Linked DNA regions of Mus musculus: regions 1, 2, 3, 4 and 5 are each linked to region 6. The links are chromatin contacts, called in public Hi-C, HiChIP or PLAC-seq and promoter capture Hi-C maps. All regions are on one chromosome and are shown on one strand. Each heading gives the region's core, a stretch centred on a gene start, on an enhancer-like site or on the middle of the called end of the contact. The rest is flanking DNA. Distances are from core to core; before and after follow the strand shown. Region 1 holds the start of Ppp1r13b (protein phosphatase 1, regulatory subunit 13B). Region 2 holds the start of Begain (brain-enriched guanylate kinase-associated). Region 3 holds the start of Xrcc3 (X-ray repair complementing defective repair in Chinese hamster cells 3). Region 4 holds the start of Atp5mpl (ATP synthase membrane subunit 6.8PL). Region 5 overlaps Wdr25 (WD repeat domain 25). Region 6 holds the start of Ppp2r5c (protein phosphatase 2, regulatory subunit B', gamma).

Evidence for each region. Promoter capture Hi-C pulls out the DNA fragments that hold promoters and counts their contacts. Hi-C and Micro-C count contacts between places; a contact is called where the count stands out from the background. HiChIP or PLAC-seq counts read pairs in DNA pulled down with a chosen protein or histone mark.
Region 1: a contact with region 6 is called in a promoter capture Hi-C map of liver, with 4 times the contacts expected there. The contact joins the promoter of Ppp1r13b here to the promoter of Ppp2r5c in region 6. A contact is called at or near these places in 2 of 39 promoter capture datasets (liver and pre-B cells).
Region 2: a promoter capture Hi-C map of pre-B cells shows a contact between it and region 6, with 7 times the contacts expected there. The contact joins the promoter of Begain here to the promoter of Ppp2r5c in region 6. A contact is called at or near these places in 4 of 39 promoter capture datasets (the C10 cell line, hippocampal neurons, liver and 1 more).
Region 3: an H3K27ac HiChIP or PLAC-seq map of extraembryonic endoderm stem cells shows a contact between it and region 6, with 7 times the contacts expected there. The contact joins the promoter of Xrcc3 here to the promoter of Ppp2r5c in region 6. A contact is called at or near these places in 3 of 39 promoter capture datasets (cranial neural crest, liver and neutrophils), 1 of 115 datasets of contacts at active chromatin or transcription factors (extraembryonic endoderm stem cells) and 1 of 9 other capture datasets (liver).
Region 4: a Hi-C map of B cells shows a contact between it and region 6, with 7 read pairs. The contact joins the promoter of Atp5mpl here to the promoter of Ppp2r5c in region 6. A contact is called at or near these places in 3 of 39 promoter capture datasets (liver and pre-B cells) and 1 of 484 Hi-C or Micro-C datasets (B cells).
Region 5: an H3K27ac HiChIP or PLAC-seq map of T-cell acute lymphoblastic leukemia shows a contact between it and region 6, with 4 times the contacts expected there. The contact joins the enhancer-like site here to the promoter of Ppp2r5c in region 6. A contact is called at or near these places in 3 of 39 promoter capture datasets (3T3-L1-derived adipocytes, the C10 cell line and frontonasal cranial neural crest) and 3 of 115 datasets of contacts at active chromatin or transcription factors (T-cell acute lymphoblastic leukemia, acute myeloid leukemia and astrocytes).

What each region holds. Positions count from the first base shown.
Region 1 is chr12:111,906,115-111,909,352 of GRCm38.p6, reverse strand. It overlaps Ppp1r13b (protein phosphatase 1, regulatory subunit 13B), which reads left to right and starts at 1,298. Exons shown (of 17, transcript NM_011625.1): 1 at 1,298-1,491. The coding sequence starts at 1,483.
Region 2 is chr12:109,066,843-109,070,007 of GRCm38.p6, reverse strand. It overlaps Begain (brain-enriched guanylate kinase-associated), which reads left to right and starts at 1,791. Exons shown (of 7, transcript NM_001163175.1): 1 at 1,791-1,882. The coding sequence starts at 1,841.
Region 3 is chr12:111,812,375-111,815,956 of GRCm38.p6, reverse strand. Xrcc3 (X-ray repair complementing defective repair in Chinese hamster cells 3) reads left to right here and starts at 2,078. Exons shown (of 8, transcript NM_028875.3): 1 at 2,078-2,132. It overlaps Zfyve21 (zinc finger, FYVE domain containing 21), which reads right to left and starts at 1,787. Exons shown (of 7, transcript NM_026752.4): 1 at 1,580-1,787. The coding sequence starts at 1,717.
Region 4 is chr12:111,965,514-111,968,740 of GRCm38.p6, reverse strand. It overlaps Atp5mpl (ATP synthase membrane subunit 6.8PL), which reads left to right and starts at 1,732. Exons shown (of 4, transcript NM_027360.3): 1 at 1,732-1,817.
Region 5 is chr12:108,923,210-108,926,299 of GRCm38.p6, reverse strand. All of the region lies in intron 2 of Wdr25 (WD repeat domain 25), which reads right to left. Among named protein-coding and RNA genes, the nearest start is that of Wdr25, 30 kb to the right of the region's middle. Within about 2 kb of position 1,484, at least 7 of the 459 cell types and tissues checked have an H3K27ac peak or open chromatin away from gene starts, as enhancers often do. A contact at or near this core is called in T-cell acute lymphoblastic leukemia, where this site is marked.
Region 6 is chr12:110,445,877-110,449,450 of GRCm38.p6, reverse strand. Ppp2r5c (protein phosphatase 2, regulatory subunit B', gamma) reads right to left here and starts at 2,227. Exons shown (of 16, transcript NM_001373949.1): 1 at 2,066-2,227; 2 at 1,414-1,479. The coding sequence starts at 2,092.

The DNA of each region.
Region 1 (3,238 bases), core at 49-2,548, 1.5 Mb before region 6:
GGGTGTGTCAGCAGTGGTGTGGAACCAAGTCTGTTCAACTGGAAAGTCCACGCTCTCAATCACTAACCCCCATGGCCTCTTAAGCTCAGGTGTGGCTGCCCATAAGGGGGCTGGTGTAACTCTGGCCTCCTCCCTCTCTCTGCCCCGACTTAGCAGCAGCCTCCCGCCACTCAGAGAACCAGACAGGCTATAAACTGCCCCTGATCAACATCTGCTGCCCTCTCCAGGGGTTGGGTACTTCCCAAGGTGATCTACCCTTTCTGTGTTTGGGGTCATCCAGCTGTCTTCATGTTTCTGGAATCTCATGGAAGTTTAAGCCCGGTGCAGCTCATCAGCCGTTGTGTCTCATCTGTCAGAGTTCAGGCAAATGGCACAATGTGGAGTACTCAGAAAGGGTGCCTGCCCACCCGGCAGCCTCTGCTGAGGGTCTGCTCTGGGGCCTGCTCTACCCTCTGTCACTCAGGCTCCCTAGTTGGAGGGAAAAATGACACAGGAGACAGCATTCTAAGGACAGACCTGGACCCTGAAGGTACAGATTGGACTCTGCCCTGGGACGTTCCAGCTGGATCTCCAAGGATACTGACACAGGTGGGGATGGGTCCTTCGGTCTTGGGATGGATCGTGTGAAGGGCTGAGGCTGAGAGCCTGTATGTCCTGTCCAGGAAGGCTTCAATGGCTCAGCCCGCGGTGGAAGCGGGGGCAGAGTCCCAGGTCTCTGGGGCCCGGGACACTGAGCGGTATGCAATCGGCTGATGCAGACACATCGGGGACACCCTGTGCCCGCCTGATAGGATCCGGCCTGTAGCCTCGCATAGCGCTGGACACCTAGGGTATATGTTACGGTCAGAGTTGGTCTGTGGCCAGCTCGCCACTGGCCTCTCGGACCTGAGAGGTTCGAGTCTCCACCGGTCGCGACTGTGGGCCGGACCCAGCCGCCCTTTCCTCTCTGTCCTTTGCTTCCTATTCGTCCGAGGTGACCCTGAGCCGAAGTCTCGCAGACACAAGGTTCGGAGGTCCCTGGGCGCCCCAACGCCCCCTTTGCTGGTATGCAGGAGGAGGGGCGGGGTCGGCGTCCGCAGCGCGCCCCTCCCCCGCCGCCGAGAGCGCAGACGCGCACGAGCGCGCTCTCACCTGGCCGCGGCGGAGAAGCCCCGCCCTCTTATCCCGCCTACCCCCACCGGACCAATCATAGGTGGCGTAGGCGGGTGGGGGAGCGACGCGTGGGGCGGGGCCTCCGCAGCCTGCGGGGTGAGCCGAGTGGGTGGCGGAAGGCGGCCGGCTTCGGCAGAGGCGGTGGCGGCGGCTGAGGGACGGCGACGCGGCACGCGGGGCGGCGCGACAGGACGAGCGAGGGCTGCGCGGCTCTCCGCAGCTGCCGCCTCGCCGCAGCCGGGCCGCAGGGCGCCGCAGCGGGTGCGAGGCCTGTGAGGCGGCCGGAGCGGCGTCCTGTCAGGCGGCGCGGGCGCGGCGGACGGCGCCGCGATGATGCCGGTGGGTGCGGGCGGCGGCGCCTCGTTCCCCGGCCCCCGCGCGAGGCGGGCCCGGCAGGGAGGAAGCGGCGGGCGGGCGTGCAGGGCGAGCGAGCGCAGGGGCAGGTGGGGGCGGCGGCTGTCAGCGGGCGGGCGAGAGAGCGAGCGTGGGCGGGGTCGCCGACAGGGCGAGCGGCCTCCGCAGGGCTGCGGGCTGCGCGGGGCTGCGGCGTGTACGGCCCCTCCCGGCCAGCGACCGGTGCCTCGATTTCCTCGGCGAGGGCACCCGGGTGCGGTGTTCGCACGCTCGGAATATGTGTTTCCCCTGCACTGGGAGGAACGCATGCCGTGCGTGGATTCAGAGAGCCATCTTAGGAATCCCCTTGCCGAGGCTTCTCCGTGGGTACATTTGCTCCACCTGGCGTGATGTCCCTATGTCCTTAAGGTTGAGCCGGTTGTGTGTCACTCGAGCCTTTGTCCTGCTCTTAAGGATGCTTTTGGCCAGGAAGACCTTCGTTTTGGGGGTTGCCACCTTCTTTGCCTTTTCCTTTACCTGCGTGCGGTACAAGCAGCAGTGGATGCTGAATTCTCTCCTTTTTTAAATAGGCTTTTTGTGAAGTGTATACGTCGTAATTAATGGGAAAAAACGTGACATAGATTGTACCCAGTTGGGCGTGTTGTTTTTAGAGTGTCTATTGAGTAAAAAAATCTCAGACTAATAAAATAACACACAATCTATTTTTTTTTTTTTGTTCGCTTGTTTTAGAAGTGCTGGGGGTCAAACCTGGGCTTTGCAGGACTAGGCCAGTGTTTCTATCACTGAGTTTATATATCCCAGATCCACAGAAAAAAAAAATTGAAGCCTACGTGGAAAGATCACGTTTCAGAGGGGAAATATGTCTCTGCATTTTTACTTGAATACTGTCGTTCTGCTATGCTGCACCCAAGCTCATTAGTTTACAAACCACCACCCCTTCAAATAATTTCCTGTTTCTTGATAATCTCTTCTCCCTCCTTTTGAACTGATTCCAACCCCTGGTGTTGGTGGAGTTTTAAGATTTAACCTACTTGATCCTTAAATCCTTTGGTGTTAGGCTTGTTGAATGCTAAGCATGTTTTTAAACGATTGCCTTGTAATGGAAAGAGCACTAAGTGGGCGTCAGAAGAGCTGGGGTCAAATAATTGTTCTGGTACCTCTTCATATTGTGTCCTTGACAGAGTTGAGACTGAATTCCCTCTAAAATAGGGATAAGAACATATCAGTATTTGAAGTACCATCATGAAGATCAGTCAGGACGCTTTTCAGAATTGTTGAGCAGAATGCCATACCACATTTTAAATATAGCTTTGGGGTTTCAGTTTGAGATTCTAATCTTTACAAGATACACTTTATTTCTTCCCTTTTCTTACTGGCTCCATGTTGAAAAGGTATTGTGGTGTTTTGGAACGTTGCAGTTAAGTCCTGGTAGTTGCGGTGATAATGCAGTCACACTACAGTAATATTGAAGATTATCAAATGTTTGGCAGGTTTTATCCCTCATTGTGTAGTGTTTAATTATAAATGCTCTGTTAGGAAACTTGTATTACTTTTCCATGTGTTAGCGCAGACATTTTTACTTCTATCCATGCCGTTGAAGGATAACAAATTTTGTTTTTAAAATGTTTAGTCTGAAAATGGGATGTTTACTTTAAAAACTCAAATAGTGCTTTTTAAAGCTGATCTTATATTAGTTTAACACTGCTTTTTTTTTAAAGATACTTTGAGAAAC
Region 2 (3,165 bases), core at 542-3,041, 1.4 Mb after region 6:
GCCTGAGTCTGAAGACTTCCGAAGTATAGCAGGCAGGAGCCATTGGCCCCTCCCCTTCCTCTCTAGCCATCTGTGCATTGGCAGCAGAGGAGGCAGGGCAGAGGAGAACAGCGTTCTGGCTTCACCTGAGCAGGACCCATCTCTAAGGGAAGGCTACAGCCCAGGGCAGGAAATATAGACAGAACCCAGTTCTATGGGCTACATCTGTGTTCTCTGTTTTTCCCTTCAGGCCTTTGGAGGCCTGTATGGGGGAAAGTAGGACTTTAAGGACTGTTCCATCTCTGTCAGGAGGACCGCAGTGATCAGGATTGGTGGCCCATGCTACCTCTAACTTCAGCATGGGTTAACTCAGATCCCCAGAGCAAGAGACACATCCACAGTGAGTCAGAAGTTAGCATAAGCTGGCCACCGTGGGCCAGGGCTGCCTTCTTGTACCTGCCTCAGTTGTGGTCCATACTCCTAGAGTTAGGAGGAGCATCCTGAGGCTCACTGAACCCTCCCCTTCCACACCTATTACAGAGTAATGTCCCTGGGGAAGATAAGGGACACTCCTAACTTCTACCCCACCCCCACCCCCGTGTCTGCCTGTTCCTCCTGGAGACTCACTTTTATTGCCTCTCTCTCTTCCTTCGCTGTCAGCACACTTTTCCTGTGCTGTCACAGTGCCTGAGTGCACCAGCTACTCCCCTAATTAAAGGAGAGAGAAGCTGCAATGTACACAGCACATAAGGCCGAGGGGTGGATGGTGGTGACAGCCCCGTGACAGCATGGATGTCCTCGCTGCCCCTGGACCGTACACTTAAAGGTGATTAAAATGCTAACTCTTGACATGTATGTTTACCACAGTACAATGTCAACATACGTGCTGTAGTCGCTGCTAGTATCCCCTTATCTCCCTCGGAAACCATTAACACTCAACCGTTCAGCCCACAGGCCCTGAGAGAAGCCAAAGGTAGGCTCTGCTGTCTTTTTCCCCCACCCCAGATCCTTCCTGGCCCCATGTGATTGACTCTACTAGACTGGAAAGATGCTCCCGGGGCAGAAGGGGGACCCTGGTTTCTCGGGACTTATGCTAGTTAGCTTCCATACGTGCTCCAGTTTGGTTGGGACTATCAGCACCACTATGCCAGTGTCTCACCCAGGGCCAGAATAACCTGACAAGTCCTGAGCGCTACTGGGGCCAGAGAGGGATGCTCTACCACAGTCACAGTTGCCCTCCTGAAGTCATGATTCCTTTTGGATTACTTCTTGGAAAGAAGGAGCCCCTCCACTATTATGGAGCTCCCAGACAGAGATTTACAGGCCAGTCTTGGAAGTATATAGGGGGGCTGCTGCAGTTTAAGGAACCCATGACAGGTATGGGGGCTAGGCATCGGCCAGAACTTGAAGGGCAGAGCAGTGGACTACACCCTTGGAAGTCACTGTCCTGTCTGTAAACTGCAAGGTCCCTGAGGGCAGGGACCTGTCTCTCACTGCCAAGTCAGTCCCTGGGGACCTGAGTGGCCGGTACACAGCAGGTACCTACTAAATGCTGGTACCCCACCCCCAAGCAGGGCCCGGGACACAAGGCGTTGCACCCCACACTCCTCCATTCATGCCCGCCGCCATTCATGCGCGCGGGACTCATTCACCCCGCGCGCCGCCATTCCGCGCCCTGTGCGCCCCGCGCCCACCACGTGCGCCCTGCCCGGCGCGGCGCGGGGAAGCGCCGGAGCAGCCGCGGCTGCGCGGGGCCGGGGCTGGCGGGGAGCCGGGCCGGGGGCGGGGGGCGGGCGCTCCCTGCGGGAAGCGGGGCGCTGGGGAGCCCCGGCCGCGGGCTCGGGCGCGCAGAGCCGGGGCCATGTGGACGGGTGGCCGGCGGCCGGGCCGGCTTCGCCGGGCGGTGAGTACCCGAGAGCCGGGCTGGCAGGGCGCGGGGCGGGGCTGGGCGGCGGGCACCACGCTGGGGCGGTCCCTGCGCGCGCCCGCGGCGGCCCTGGGTGGCGCCGGGGCCCGGGGCCCTCGCGCGGGGCGGGGCGGCCGGGCCTCCGCGGCTGCTTTGCGCGTGCGGCCTGAGGACTTGCGGAAGGCGGGTGTAGGGGGCCCGGCTGAGCCCACCCCGTTCGGGGGGCGGCCCTGGAGAGGCCGCAGAGCCGGAAGGAGACTGGCCAGGGACCGCTTCCCGAGCGTGGGCCGCGCGTGGGCCCGCGCATGCCTCGGGCACCTTCATCTCCGGCCGCCCTAGCAGGCCGCCAGCAGTCCTCCCCATGGACAGGCGAGGAAACTGAGGCTGGGCAGGCAGGGCCACTCTGCAGGCGCTGACCTGCTCACAGAGCCCCTGCACGTTGGCTGGGAATTTCTGCCCCTAGCATTTCCGTTTCCTGCCTGGTTTAGAGGTGTTTCATTCCTCGTGTGTGCCCACCCCATCAGAACAAGGTTCCTTTGGGGCAAGAGCTGCGTGGGCGACATCTCGGAATCTCCTGAGGGAGCAGGATGGGAGCTGGGAAGGTCCCCTGGAGCAAGGGCTGGCTGCAAGAGACAGACAGGAGCCATGCAGGTGTGCAACCCTGATGCCCAGGGTTGGTCCACCAGTGCAGTCCCTGGGCACATGTGGGGGACATCATCTTTCTGGATTCCCTTATCCTGAGGTCCCAATACCCTGGGCCCCTGGAGGCCATGGGATGCTCTCTTAGGTTCTCTGGGCCTCAGTTCCCCCACTGTCCAGGAGTAAGTGGTCTTTGCTACTCTCAAGTCTAGGCTATGAGAAGGTCTCTAGGAGGAAGCCCCTTTTCTGTGCTGTGTCTGGGCAGCCCAGTAGGGCAAGTGGCCTTTGGGGACGGCTCTGCCTGGCATCTGTGACAAGCAGGGCGGGGAGGCAGCAGCAGGGCCTGGCAGCCTCCTGCAAACCCTTAATTTTCCCACAGCTCACTATAATCAGGGCGGCTCTGGAAAGCAAGCACAGTGGCAGATGCAGGCGCAGGGCGAGGGGCTCCTGAGCAGCACCAAGGACCCTCCCAAGTTCCTGTCTCACATGTGTTCATTCCTGTGGCCTGCTCTGTGTGCTGGCTCCTGAGTAGTGAAGTGGGAAGTCAGGGATGCCTGGGGCCATGGCCTGTAAGAACTTCTCATAGGCTGGAGGTCAGGTGAGGGACCCACATAGGCCAAGAGCAGAATTCAGTGTGAAGC
Region 3 (3,582 bases), core at 829-3,328, 1.4 Mb before region 6:
TGGCCTTTCCTGGAAACAGTTATGTCTGACCAGTTCTAGACTCATTCACAAGCAATTTATTCCGCTGAGCCACCTCCCCAACACCCACTCCGTCCAGGGGCTGGAGTCCAGGTTGTATTCCAACATACACACACACACACACACACACACACACACCCTTTTTTTTTGTCTTTTTAAGACAGGGTCCCACTGTATAGCCCTGGCTGGCCTGGAACTCACTACCCTGAACTCAGACACCTACCTACACCACGAATGATCACGCTGGCCCATTCCTAAGCCCACACCCACTTCAGGGACGCTAAGTGCACTCGAGGGTTGTGCTCAGTTATCTTTGCACCCAAGAGGAACTATGTGCTCAGATGCCTAAGTACAAAGGTAAAGTGCAAAACTGAGGGCACAACCAGGAGGGCAGGGACGGCTCAGTGACACACCTGGTATAGCCAGGGGCTCTGAGTACAAGATGAACCTTCTCCTTCAGGGCTCTCAGGAACTTCAGAGTTTGGGGGGTGGGGTGGGGTGCAGAGCAACAGCAGCCAGGCTACAACCTTCTGGCTGCACGCACGGGTGGCTCTCCAGTCCCTGTTTCAAGAACACTGGACCTCACTCTAAGAAGCCGCTGGCCTCGGCCACCTGTGGATGAGCTCTCAAGGGGAAAGAAGAGCAGCTGATTAGAATTCCAAGCAGGGACTCTAACTTAAAAAATTTGGGAGGAGGCCAGGTGTGGTGAAGCACATCTTTAACTCAAGAGGCTGAGGGAGGAGGAGTTCGAGGACAACATAGCAACAGTGTGTGGTAGAGGCGTGTGGTAGTGCATGCCTAGCACTCTGAAGGCAGATCTTATGAGTGCTAGGCCAAGGACGGGGAGGTGGGAGGGGGAGAGGGGAGGAAGGGAAGGAGAGGGAGAAAGGGAAGGAGGGAGAGAAACAGAAACATGGATGAATTTACACGAGCCATTAAGATAGCTCACCAAGTAAAGGCACGTGCCGCCACACCTGAGACCTGAATTCCGTCCCTGGGACCCAGATGGTTTAAGAAAACTCTCTTCTACAAATTATCCTCTGATCTACACACCAGCGCTGTGACATTGGGGACAAAGGCACATACACACATGAATAAATGAAGAAAAGTTGTTTCAAAGTTTATCAAAGTCGCCAGTACTTTCGTTGGTGTCTTTTAAAGATATTTAATTTGCTTTGAAATAAAATCGCATGGAATGCGTGAATTGCTCCTATTTTCTCCCAAGTGGCCAAGCTTTGCAGAGTTTAGAACTTCGAAGATTGCAAACCCTTTGGCACCGTTCCTCCGTGGGCAGGTGGAGGCGGACTCCCTCACCCTCGCCCCACGGACACACTCCAGCCCCAAACTCGCGCACGGCTCACGGGTGAGCCGCTCCACCGCTCCCCCTCGGGCCTCCCCGGGGCTCCGCACCGCGCAGCCAATGACCGCCAAGGAATGGAAAACGCCCCACAGCGCAGAAGGGACAGCGGGAACGCCCGGAGGGGAGCCGCGGCCGAGCGTCCCTAGGACGGAGGCGGGAGACGCCCCGGCTCGGGTTGGGGACCCGGGGGCTAGGACGCACCTCCTTGTCCGGAACCCACTGCGGCTCCTCCAAGCCGAAAGGGCTTCCGAAGGCGCGGTGCTCCGGCACCATGCGCAGGCCACTTGGCGAGCGCACAAGCTTCTTGGCGTCGCGACGCGCGGCCACCCCCGAGGACATGTCTCCGCCTGAGCCCCTCACGCCACCGCCCGCGCTGAGCCCACACAAGGCGCCACCCCGCCCCGCCCGCAGACACGATGACAGCTCCGAAGCCCAATCCGCAGCCAGAGCTCGTAATATGAACCAATCGGAGAGTAGTATCCGCCCCAGAGTCGCCCTTCTCCAATCCGTGCAAGGATCCCGCCCCTACGGCTGGCCACCAATCGGCGGTGAAGACCGGAGGGGCACCCTCGCCCCTCTAGGGAGAGTGTGACTTCGGATTGGCCAATTAGTCAGCCACGTAGGCGCCTCTTCGTTTCTTCTGGGTGGAGCAGACTCGGACTCTGGCCTCTCATTGGAAGAGAAGATTGAGATGGGCGGGGCTTCAGGAGCGGGCGGAGCGCGCGGGAGACTTGCGGGGTCGCTGATCCGGGAGGTGAGTTAGCTGATCGCGAGTGGCCGAACATGGGGTGGCGGGAGAGGACAGAGGACACTGTGGGTTTCGAGCGCCCCAGGTCGGGACTCAAGAACGAGCTTCCCCAGCGGGGCACCCCTTCAAGCCCGTAGCGGGGTTTGAAGGAATCGAACTGAGCGCGGGACCTGCTTTCCGCACTAGAGTCCCAGGCCAGCCACAGCGTGACCACTCGCTGCAGATTTGATCTGTGACTTTTGTTTTTCTTGTGGTGTTCGTAAGGACGAGTCACATTGTGCGTGTAGCCTAGGCTGGCCTTGGATTCAGCAGTCCTGCCTCAGCCTTCCTCGCACTGATACAGGTGTGAGCCACCGCGCGCGCCTCACCCTCTAGCTTCTTTGGGTAATTGGCCAAATCAGCTACCCAGGAGCTTTGCTCTCTCTCTGACACAATTGGACACACTCTAGCCCAGTTGGAGGGATGAGCTGGTGTAACCCTACTTCTCCGGAAGGCAGGCGGCCAAGTGGAGCATGGAGCTCTGTGCTTTTGTCTGAGACACAGGTTCTCAGTGTTGAAGTAGAAGTTGCTCAGTGGCACTTTGTAAAGCAAGGTTAGCTGCCTCAAGGCCTTGGCATTTGCGGGTGCACAGATAGAACCCGCCCCTGACTATGTCCTCTGTCCAGTCTCCACCAAGCCCTGTGATTGCTCTGGTTCACCACTGGACGCTGTAGCGATGGCTTGGGGGACCTTTGAGTTCTGGTGCCAGAGCTTTGTGTCTGAAAGCATGTTCTCCCTTCCCTCCTGCCCTGTGTGGTGTGGTGTATGTGTGTGTGTTGTATGTACATACGTGTATGTCCGTTTGCATCCGTACTGATGTGTGTGCGTGTGTGGAAGGCAGATGTCTGACATATATTCCTCCATCACTTGCCCTACGAACCCAAAGTCCACAGATTCAGCCTGTCGGCCTGCTCTGAGGAACTTGTCTCTGCCTTCTGAGCCCTGGGATTACTGGCAGCCCACCAAACCTGCCCAGCACCAGATCTCACGTCCTCGGCCTCCTCAAACTTGGCTCCTGAGCCACTCCACCCCATCCTTAGTGCCTCTTGGCACTGTCATTTGAACCCATTGCAGTGTACTGTAGGACACGCCTTTCCTCACACTGGCCTGGTGCTGTCCCCTCCGGGCCCCTTTCGGGAGACTTTCTCTGTGCTTTCTGGTACGGTGGAGCTGCCTCTTCTGTTGTTCTCTGACCAGGTTCAATTTCTCCCACCATCCTTCAAAATCCCAAACTCACAAAAAGCTGGGGAATGCTGAGCAAGACCCCTCTATGCCCCAGGAAGTTGAAGGGGAGCAGCAAGGGGCAGCTACCTTGTCCCACCCCCCCCACCCCCACACCCCCACCCCCCCGCACTGACACCTTCAGGATGTTGACTACGGCTGAATTAGTTCTGTGCCAACATCTGGAGTGAACCTA
Region 4 (3,227 bases), core at 483-2,982, 1.5 Mb before region 6:
GTTCCCCACTCTCATCCACGTAATAATATTTGTTAAGGGAAAAAAAAGTAAAGAGAAAAGGAGGGAGGAGGAAAGCGCTAGCTGCTCTGGGCCGAGGGGACTGGGCTCCTTCTGTGTGTGCGACACCTTTGTCTTCCCTTGCTTGTCTGGGTTCCTGACTAGCTCTTCTGTGTTCTGCTTGGGTAATGGCTATACATGCCTAATTTGTTTTAACCCAATAGGTGGCTTTCTTTTGTTCAGTTTCTGTTCAGATGTCAGTCATTTCTTAAACAGAAGTCTGAGGCTGAAGAGATGCCTTAGTGACTCAGGGCATTTGTTGCTCTTCCAAAGGACCCAGGTTCAAATCCCAGCACCAGTGTGATAGAACACAAACATCCATAATGCTGGTTACAGGGTATCCAATGCCTTCTAACTTCTGAGAGCGAACAGGCACATACTTGGTACACAGACATAGATGTGAGCAAAACACTCATACACATAAAAAAAAAAACTTAAAAAAAAACTAAAAAAAAAAGCAATAACAATTTTTGTTCATTTGTTTTGGTTTTGTTTTCTAAAAACCAAACCAGGGTTTCAGGATGCTCTTAAAACCCTAATCATCTTCCTCTACTGTCCAAGTGCTAGGATTATATCACGACACACCCAGCTAGCATGCTTATTTAAAACATAAAACCTTAGGTCCAGTCCCTAGCGTTCCTGCAGAAGTCTCTGCAACGCTTTACAACAATTTTAATGATAATTACTATGCACAGCATGGCTGCTTAATCAAATATTAGAGCAAAAATTTTTGTAGCAATACAGGGGGAAATGGCAAGAAATGCCAAAAGCCTGGCATAGTGGTGCAGGCCTTTAATCCAAGAAGACAGGAGGCAGAGGCAGGCAAATCCCTGAGTGTGAGGCCAGCCTGGGCTACATAACAAGTTACAGAAAGACCTATCTCAAAAAAAAAAAAAATTCAAGTAAAGAGGGTTTCCCCTTGTCACTGTTGCTTTATTTCCTTTGCTCTTATTGTTTGTTGGAGGGGAGAGGGGAGGAGGAGGGAGTGTGAGAGTCTCACTAAGTAGCCCAGGCTATCAAACTCAATAGACCCACAGCCCCACGCTCCACCCTCCACCCTGTGCCTCTGCCCCTTAAACGCTGGGATGAAAGACCCGAGCCACTATGTCTGGCCTTTGGTCTGATTGGTTGTTTTTGTTTTTGTTTTTTCTTTTTTTTTAGACAGGTTCTCACTGTGTAGCTCTGGCTGTCCTGGAACTCACTAAAAAAAATAGACTAGGCTTGAACTCTCAGCGATCTTCCTGCCTCTGCCTCCTGAGTGCTGGGACTAAAGGTATGCACCAACACACGCGAATTTTGGTTTAGGTTTTCAGGCTGGCCTGAAAGTCACATTTATCCTGCTGCTTCTGCCTCCTGAGGGCTAGGATTAAAGCCATAAACCATGTAAAAGGGGCTTTATTTACTTATTTACTTAAGGACAATTTGTCCGGATTATCTACTGTCCTGGTTTCAGCACTGAAAGTCCTCTGTTCCTGGAAACCCACAAACCCTGGGAAATCTGGTCAGTTTTATGACACCTAGAAACACAGTAGGCTTCTCCCAGCTCCTCCTGGTTTGGACTAATCCCTTCCGAAGCTTGTAACACCCGGGCGACCACTGGGGGCGCTGTGGTGCGCAGGCGCGGAAGGCCGGGCAGCCGGCGTCTGGTGTCTCCGCTCCTTCCGCTTTCCCAGCAGGCCCTGCGCGGCGCCTGCGTGCTCTGTGACCTTTCCCATTCTGTAGCAGAATTTGGTGTTGCCTGTGGTCTTGGTCCCGCGGAGGTAAGAGCGGAACCTGGGCTTTTTGCTGTGTTCCCAACCCGGGGGACTAAGGAGGGTCCGGGACCGGGTGCGGTGGGGCCCAGGTAGATCGCGGGCGAAGGACTCTGCGATACACGCTGACCTTGGGTCAGCCCCTGCGCCGCCTACTACAGGGAGGGTCCACCGGGTTCCCCGCGACTGTGACGGAGAGAGTGCCCGGCTGAGTCATCCAGACTGCGGGGGTGTCCGGGGTCAGTCCTCCAGATCCCCAAGAGTCCCCCAAGAGTGTCCGGGACTCCATCACGCCGAGGGCAGGGATGTGCACGGCGTTCAGTCCTCCACACTGCGAAGGTGTTTCTGGAGTTAGTCTTCCTGATTGTATGAGGGGAGGGGTGGTTGTCAGTCCCTTGGACAGATAAGACTTTGCTCAGACATCAATTTCTATGCGAAAGAGGGATTACTCCTCAAGACTTGGAGGGCCAGGGGCCCTAGTATCATCCTCACAGAAGTTGTCCAGGAGCTAGATTCTAGTGGAGGTCCACTCAGCATGGACTGTGTCCTTGTGCTGACACTTGGATGAACCTGTGTAACTATAGGCTCTGGCAAAGGGGCATGCCACCATCAACTGTGAGCATCTTGTTACCTACTCAAGTTACTCAGGGAGGGATGCAGCTAAAAATCCGTGCCAAGAAACATCACTTCAAAGCCAGTGCCTTCTTTCCATTATTCCACAGGTTTCTTCCAAGTTAGGTTTTGGCAAGGCCGATGTTTGAAAATGTATGAAACCACATTATAAACCTCAGACATGTTCCCCTCTTTACAGTGTGCTGCCAGGTAATAGCTTGCTGTTACTGTCACTTTCACAAACTCTGCAGGCATAGGCAGTCTCAGTAGACAGCCATTTGACCTTCGAGTAGGATGATCTTTTATTGAATCTGGTATTGTAAAACTAACAACTGGGAAATATGGTTAGCCAGAGAAACTTAGGTGGGAAGAGTAGAGGCCACACTGAGTACAGGGAACATGTCACTTGTGTAGTCAAATACAACCAAACTGACCAAAATGGAAGTCCAGGAGCAAGAGACAAAGGGGTGGGGGTGGGGTGTAAATGTACTGGATAGCAGGCCTTCACTGTGTCGGGACTCATGGCAGTTTAGAATAAGGACACAGTGCCAGGATGCCTCGATGCTGAGGAGAACACCAAGACCACTGAAGTCCCTCCACATCCTCTGTTTACCTTTTCCTTCCAGACCCTCCTGTGACACCACATTCTTTTTCAGGGTGTGGGAGGTCAAGACAAGTTTTCTCTGTGCCCTGACCATCCTGGAACTCCGTTTGTAGATAAACCAGGCTGGCCTTGAATTGAGAAAGATCCCCCTGCCTCTACCTTCCAAATGCTAGGATTAAAGTCAATCGCTGATATCATACCAG
Region 5 (3,090 bases), core at 235-2,734, 1.5 Mb after region 6:
CCAGCCCTTTACCCCAAATCCAACTGAAGTGCCCTTTCCTACAAGTCAGGACCCAAGCCAAGGGTCCTGCCTGTAGCCTCCCCTCCCCCAGCCTTAATGGTTCCACTGTTTATACCTGGATGGAGCTTGCTGGCTCAATCGTTCTGCCTCGCCCACTGCTGGAACCTGCCGCTTTGCTGTTCGGAGCCATACACATGGTCACCCTGCTACTGGATCCCAAGATTATTTGGCGGGAATCGGGCCCCTCCCCCTTCCTTCATAACGGAGTACAGGAATAGTAAAATTTGAACCTTGAGCAGAGACCTTTGTCTTGGTTTCTTCCTTATCTCGCTCAGCCCAGTCCCTCTTCTCTTCCAGGTTTCCAAAATGCCTTTCCAGGCTAGAACTCAAACCTGTGATCTGCTGGCCGGACACACCACCTGCCTATGTTCCATCTCTGCTTATCTATTAGAAACGCCCCACACTTGGCACCACAAGTTCCCACAGAGGGATTGCCATATTGACTAGCAAAACTGAGTGTCAGGGCCTACTGAAGCACCAATGTGTGAAACTTTGCTGATCTTTAAAATAAAAGGCTTGGCTTCAGGAAGAGCCTCTTTATCCAAAGCAGAGAGAATGCACCACAGTTCTCAGGGTATTTATGGTCCAAAAGTTTTCTTTGATTTGTATGCAGTATGCAGCCACCAGCAGCAGCTGCCCTGGGAGTGCACTAGCTTCCACCAGGAGCACATGGAAGAAGAAAGCAGCCGCACTAAAACCACCCTGCCCCTGTCCAGCACTGTCAGCCCCAACTAGGGCCCAGTCCCCAGCAACCTGAGGACCAGCTTCCGTCATCTCACCAAGGCCTCCTAGATTCCCCTGAGCTGAGCCACAGCCATGGATGAGCTGAGTGAAGACCTTCTCTCCGCTGCTTCCTAAACTCTCAAAGGTGGTGAACCTGAGAGTAAGGGGGTGGGGATGAGAGTGGGGGGCTGCTGATGTCAAAGGACAACCATCCCCAAAAATGTACACATATCAGTAAGAATCTGGAAATCTCTCAGAAATGTTAAGGCACATACAAACAAATGGCTGAGCAGAGAATATATGCATGCCATCAGATGATCTTTCAGAAACGCCCTGGTTACTACTAAGACGTTAACTACAAGCTCAGGGAAGCATCCATCCTCCCCAGGAAACACTGACTCTGGCTGTCTCTGATCACCCTCCCCCCACCCCATCCCTGCACTCTCCACCATTACCTTGAGCTGGCCAAGGCTGGAGGTTGGTTGAGCTGGTGGATCCACCCAGCCCCACAGCTCTCCTCCTTCTTTCTCTGTCCACCTCATTCTCATTCCTTCTCGGCACTTGGAAGGCGGGGAGCAGAGGAGGTGTAGAACCTGCCTGACCTTGGTGAGCCGGGTGAAATGGGCACAGCTCTAAGGTGGACCCCAAGAGGGAGTCTGTAAAGGACGGGCCCCAGCTGCGGCACTGGGCGGGTGTGATCTTGTTCTCTGATCCTTATGTGAGCCTGTGTGAGCAGAGTGGGGGCTTGCACTCCTACCAGTGCATTCTTCTCTTAGACCCAGATCGTCGCCAGCTTATGTTTCAGTTTCTTCTGCGGTGATATTTGTTCAGATCCTGCACACAGCAGTGAAGAGCGGCTGCAGCGACTGCTCTTCCTCCACTTTCCACCAGCTGCACTCACACCCTCAGAGTGTGCTGATAACAGAAAGGGCACCGTCCTTGTGGTCCTTCACCAAACCCACACCCTTGATGCTAACAGTCCATCTCACCTCTAAGGTCTCTCTAGGCCTGGAGCACTTGTACCAAAGGGAAGTGAGGGGGGCCGATCATGCCTCTTTCTCTCTCCTGTGCTATCAACATGGGCTTCACCTATGAGTTGTGGGCCACGGCATCTAAGCCTTGGAAAAGGCTAGCCCACTGACCCTTCCCTTGCACAGATAGCTAGCTATCCTCTCTAAAGGCAAACCCACTGCCATCTGCTCAGCAAGTGCACAGTCATGAACTGCCCTTGCCCTAGTCAGGAAACACTACATAATCTCTTTGGGCCCCACCTAAAAAACCCAGAGGCCTACAAAAAGGCCAGTTCCTTCTTCCAGATAGCTAATTACAGAGAGTCACATCCAGGCAAATTTCCTCAGTAGCAGCTACTCTTCAGCATCTCCATCAGCCCTTCACAGAAAGGGCTGAAGGCATGCATCATATGTAAGCTTGGATTACCAAGAGCATGAAATGTTCAAGGAGAAAGCAGAGATGAAGCACCGTGACATTAGTAAACTTGGCTTCCATGGGCCAGCCCTCACTGCCCACAGGCTCCAGGCTTATGGTTGCCCTCCTGGGGAGCGTGGAAGAGTGGAGAGGACCTAGGTTTTAGAAGCCAGCAACCCTGGTCTCTAGTTTCAGTCATGCCACCACGTCCCTAAACCCCCATGTGTACGACGGGCACCTTGGAGGTTCTAGGAGGATGAATCACATGGCCTGTGACACTCTATGTTAAGTGCACGGCAGAAGCTTGGAAAATGTGCCATTTTCAGTGGTTCCAAAGTGAGCCTCAGGGAGCCAACCATGTAGAGGTCTACAGCATCAGACAGAGACCCTGATAGAGCTTGCACCAACATGGCCTAGCTCTGCTTCATCAGGCAAGGCAGAAACTGGCAAATGGGAATAACTTAATGCTCTGCTTGGCAGTACTTCCTGGGTCCATCATCCATCCTGATGTCCTGCATGCTGCCAGCCAAGCAAACTGGAATATTGATCGCTGCAATCATCTCGATGGAGGGAAGGCTGAGGACCAAGCACTTTATGTGTGTTTCAATCAGAAAAGAAGGCTTGCCATTTGAGTTCTGCTTCATTCCAGCCAGTTTCATTCTGGGCAACAAATGGGCTCCTAAAAGATTCTGTTAATCAGCCATCTATTAATGGAATCACACCTCTGCATTGATTTTATATTATCATTTCAAAATGATGCATATTCATCGCCATCTTCAATTTTAAGCACAGGAAAGGAGAAGCAGCTACATTGCCTATGCCAAACTCTGGGTGTTACTCAGGGTAGCCACCTTGCTGACCAAGCACATAGTCCCTCACACT
Region 6 (3,574 bases), core at 978-3,477:
GTAAAATCCCCACATACTTTACAGACAGCTACACAGCAGTGGTATGGGCATCTTTCAACTGGGATGGGGTGGGGTTTAAACCTAATATCCATCCTACCCTTACAGCAAGGTTCTTTTGATAAACTAGGGAGAAATGAACATACATACTGATATTTCTCTGTGATTTCCCCCCCCCCCCCAACAGCAACAGGACACAGGTATGTTTGAGCGAGAAAGCTTTGGGGAACCGTAAGAAGTTTTAGCAGTCCTAATGACAAGACAAGGAAGCACACGGTGTATGCCCTGCAAAGCAACTACACGTCGTGTAAAAATTGTTGAAGGGCTGGCTGTGGAAGGCAGTCAGACACGAGTGGGCCCCAGGAAAGGCGTCACGATCCACTGTTCAGAAAGGGCAGGCAAAGACTGGCACAGCCGATCCTATCTACTGGTATTTCAGGAACCTTTTGGATTTCTGCTTTCAGCTCTAGGGAGGGCAACAGATTTGCTGGGATGAACCACCTGCTGCAGAGGAGGGAGGCACAGAACACACCAAATTGAGGGGGGGGGGAAGACAACCTGGAGCTAAAATAACCCCTGCAGATTATCTTCAGGGCAGAATTTAACTCATTCTAATGAAGCTTTCGGGAAGAAGAGGCCGAACAGCCACAAATTAGAAATGTCTGTGGTAAAATCTCAACGATCCGGCTCTGGAGAGGGGAGACTTAAGGAGCAGCTTCCAGGTGCCCTGAAATTAAAGCCTGAGCCTCTTCGCTTGGGCACTCTAGTTCCAAGACAATGAGATACAAAACAAAGCCAAAAAAGGGGGGTCAAGGGGCCTGCCCTGAAAATCCCCCAAGGGCACAACTCTATTAAGGATCACAGATTCCACCAAATGACCCAAGGGATCATTCCAGATATTCTTGAAATAAGCCAAAGCCAGGAAGCAAGAAAAGTCAGGATTCACCAAAGAGGATGGAGGAGCTTGTGGGAAAGGAAATAGAAGACTGTTTAAAAAAAAAAAAAAAAGTACCCAAATTAGAGCCACCAAAACACATCCACACTTAGTTGAAAAGGACCAGACATCAGCAGAAGAGAAGCTTGCCCAGGACACCAGTTCGAGGCTGCAGCAAGGAAAGCAAGGACCGTGGAAGTCACTGAGAGAGCCAGAGACACAGAAAAGGAACGAGGGGGCAGACCCTAAAGCTAGAGACTCCATTTAAGACCAGTTCACTGGGAGGGCTTGAGCTCTGTTAGAAGCCACAAAACTGTTTTTAAAATGTCAGTTTCGCTGTGCACACTTTAATAAAAGAGTGGGGGGGGGGATAAGTAACTCATAAGAAAAGACTTCAGAAACACTTTGGTTTGTAGAGCCTCCGTGTTAGACCCTAGATTAAAGGCTGATCAAGAATAACAATGAGCTTGTCCAGAGGTTACCTCTGTTTCTGCTGTATCTTGTCCTTCTTTTGGACCTTTTCCACTTTTCACCGGTTTTGGTGGTTCCTGGGAATCATCACAAAACAAAAACAAAAAAACAAAAACAAACAACAACAAAAAACCATTAGTGTTCTCAATATTTGGACCGCTAAGCATCAGCTCAAATGCAGTTTCTAAATTGATACATATCACTGAGAGCTTCTGATGGCTTTAATATGTCAGCAGCAAACTACATCATATTGAGTATATTCACAATACCAGCAGCCTTCAAATTCCGTTTCTCTTCATGTCTGTGTTGGGGGGCGGGGGAGGGAGGTGAAAACTCCAGGTAGGGACACGTAACCCCAGCTCTCGGCCCATCCCTTTCTCCCCTCCCACCCTTAAACCTCACAAGTGAGGGTTTCTGGGGCGAGTCCGGAACGCTCCAGCACCCCAGCCCCCGCCACGCAGAGCACTGCACGGAGCATCAGCCGCCACCCAGAGCGACCGCGGCACCTCAGCGCCACCTCAGAGCCTGAGCGGCCTCCCCAGCTCCATGCAATCCTGCCAGCGCCCTGGGCCCGCCCGCGAGCCTGGACGACCTGCCGCCCCGCCCCTACCCGCCGACGCGGGGACCCCAGACCCGGTCCCGGAGCCCCCGGCCCCGACTCACTTTCTCCTTCTTGTTTTTATTCGGCATGGCTGGTGCGGGCCGCCGCCGCCGCCCCTGCCTCCGCCCGCCGCCACTGCCGCTGCAGCAGCAGAAGCGCCCCCGGCCCGGCCGTCGCGCCGCCCCGGCCGCCGCCGCCGCCGCTGCAGCCGCCGCCCGGGGACTGAGTCGCTCGTCCGCTCTCGCTTCCCCTTTTCCAGGCTCCCAGAGGCTGCGGCAGCCGCGGCGGCGGCGGCGGCGGCGGCAGCGGCGGCGGCGTCTCTCCGCCCCTCTCCCGGCAGGCCCCGCCCCCGCCCCAGGCCCCGCCCCGCGCCGGCCCCACGCTGCCCTCTCCCCGCCTCGCCGCCCTCAACGACGCCACGCCATTGGCCGACACGGCCCCACGTGCCCTAACGCTCCGCAGCGTCGCCCCGCCCACTGCGCGGCCTGTCCCCACCCCCTCGGTGCGGACCGGCTCGTGTGCCGGGCTGTGAAGGTTTTGGTGGAGCCATCAGGGAGGGAGCTACTGGGGAGAGGGAGGCGTGTGCGGACAACGGAGGTGATAAAGTCACGGCCGCTGAGCCGGGACGGGGAGGAGAGCAAAGGACAGTGAGGAGCGGGAATGCACATGTGAGATGTATGGCGACTATTCTGTAGCCTTCCAGGCACGAAAAACTCTACCCCATAAGCCTGGTAGCGGTGACGCTCGTGCAGTGCGGAGGAGACCCGGGACCGCGCGAGCGGCGGTTTCCTTGGGCCATTAGGCCCCGCCCACGAAGGCAATGCTGCTGGCTCCGGGGTACGCTCCGCCCACCGCACGCCTCAGAGGCGGGGCTCGCCTCAGCCCCGCCTATAGAGTCCACGCCTCTCCTTTCGTCCCCGCCCACGCGAGCAAAGGAACTCTCCCCAGAGCAGACTCTGCCCACGGCGGTCCAAGTGTAGACTGCCTAGTTCCCCTGTGGTCCTGCACGCCGAAATTTCTCTGTTCCAGACTCACCCGCAAGGCAACCGGCTTCCCCAATGTAGGCACCGCCCACCTTACGTCTTAGGGATTGGATCCACCTAGGCCGAGCCCATCAGCTGCTCACTCTGAGACTCTACCTGCACACTGCCACCCATCGCCCCGGCCCACCAGGGAGGTAGTCAGATCAGTGTAGGCTTTTTTTCCGAGCCCATTACGTCTGAGCAGCCCTGCGTCTTTGTTATTCTTTAATTACCAGTGGTCGTTAGCCTGTGAGAAAACTGCATGAAGACCAGGGATCACTTGATTCTCTCACTTCTCTAGTAGCTCTTTATGAGGGAAGAAGCTAATTCGCTACTTATACAGTCCTGTTTTTGGAGTTGTCAGTGTCTGACATCCTATGCTAAGGGGGAGCACTCAGAAGGAAGACTGTAGGAGTGAACTGTTTCGAGTGCAGGAGACTTCAGGCGCTCACTCATGATTTAGGAGGTGCCTTCGTCATAAGCTTTGAGCCTGCTAGACAAACGCTGGAGACTTCAGCTACGTACCCAGGCCAAGGCACTGAAAAATCG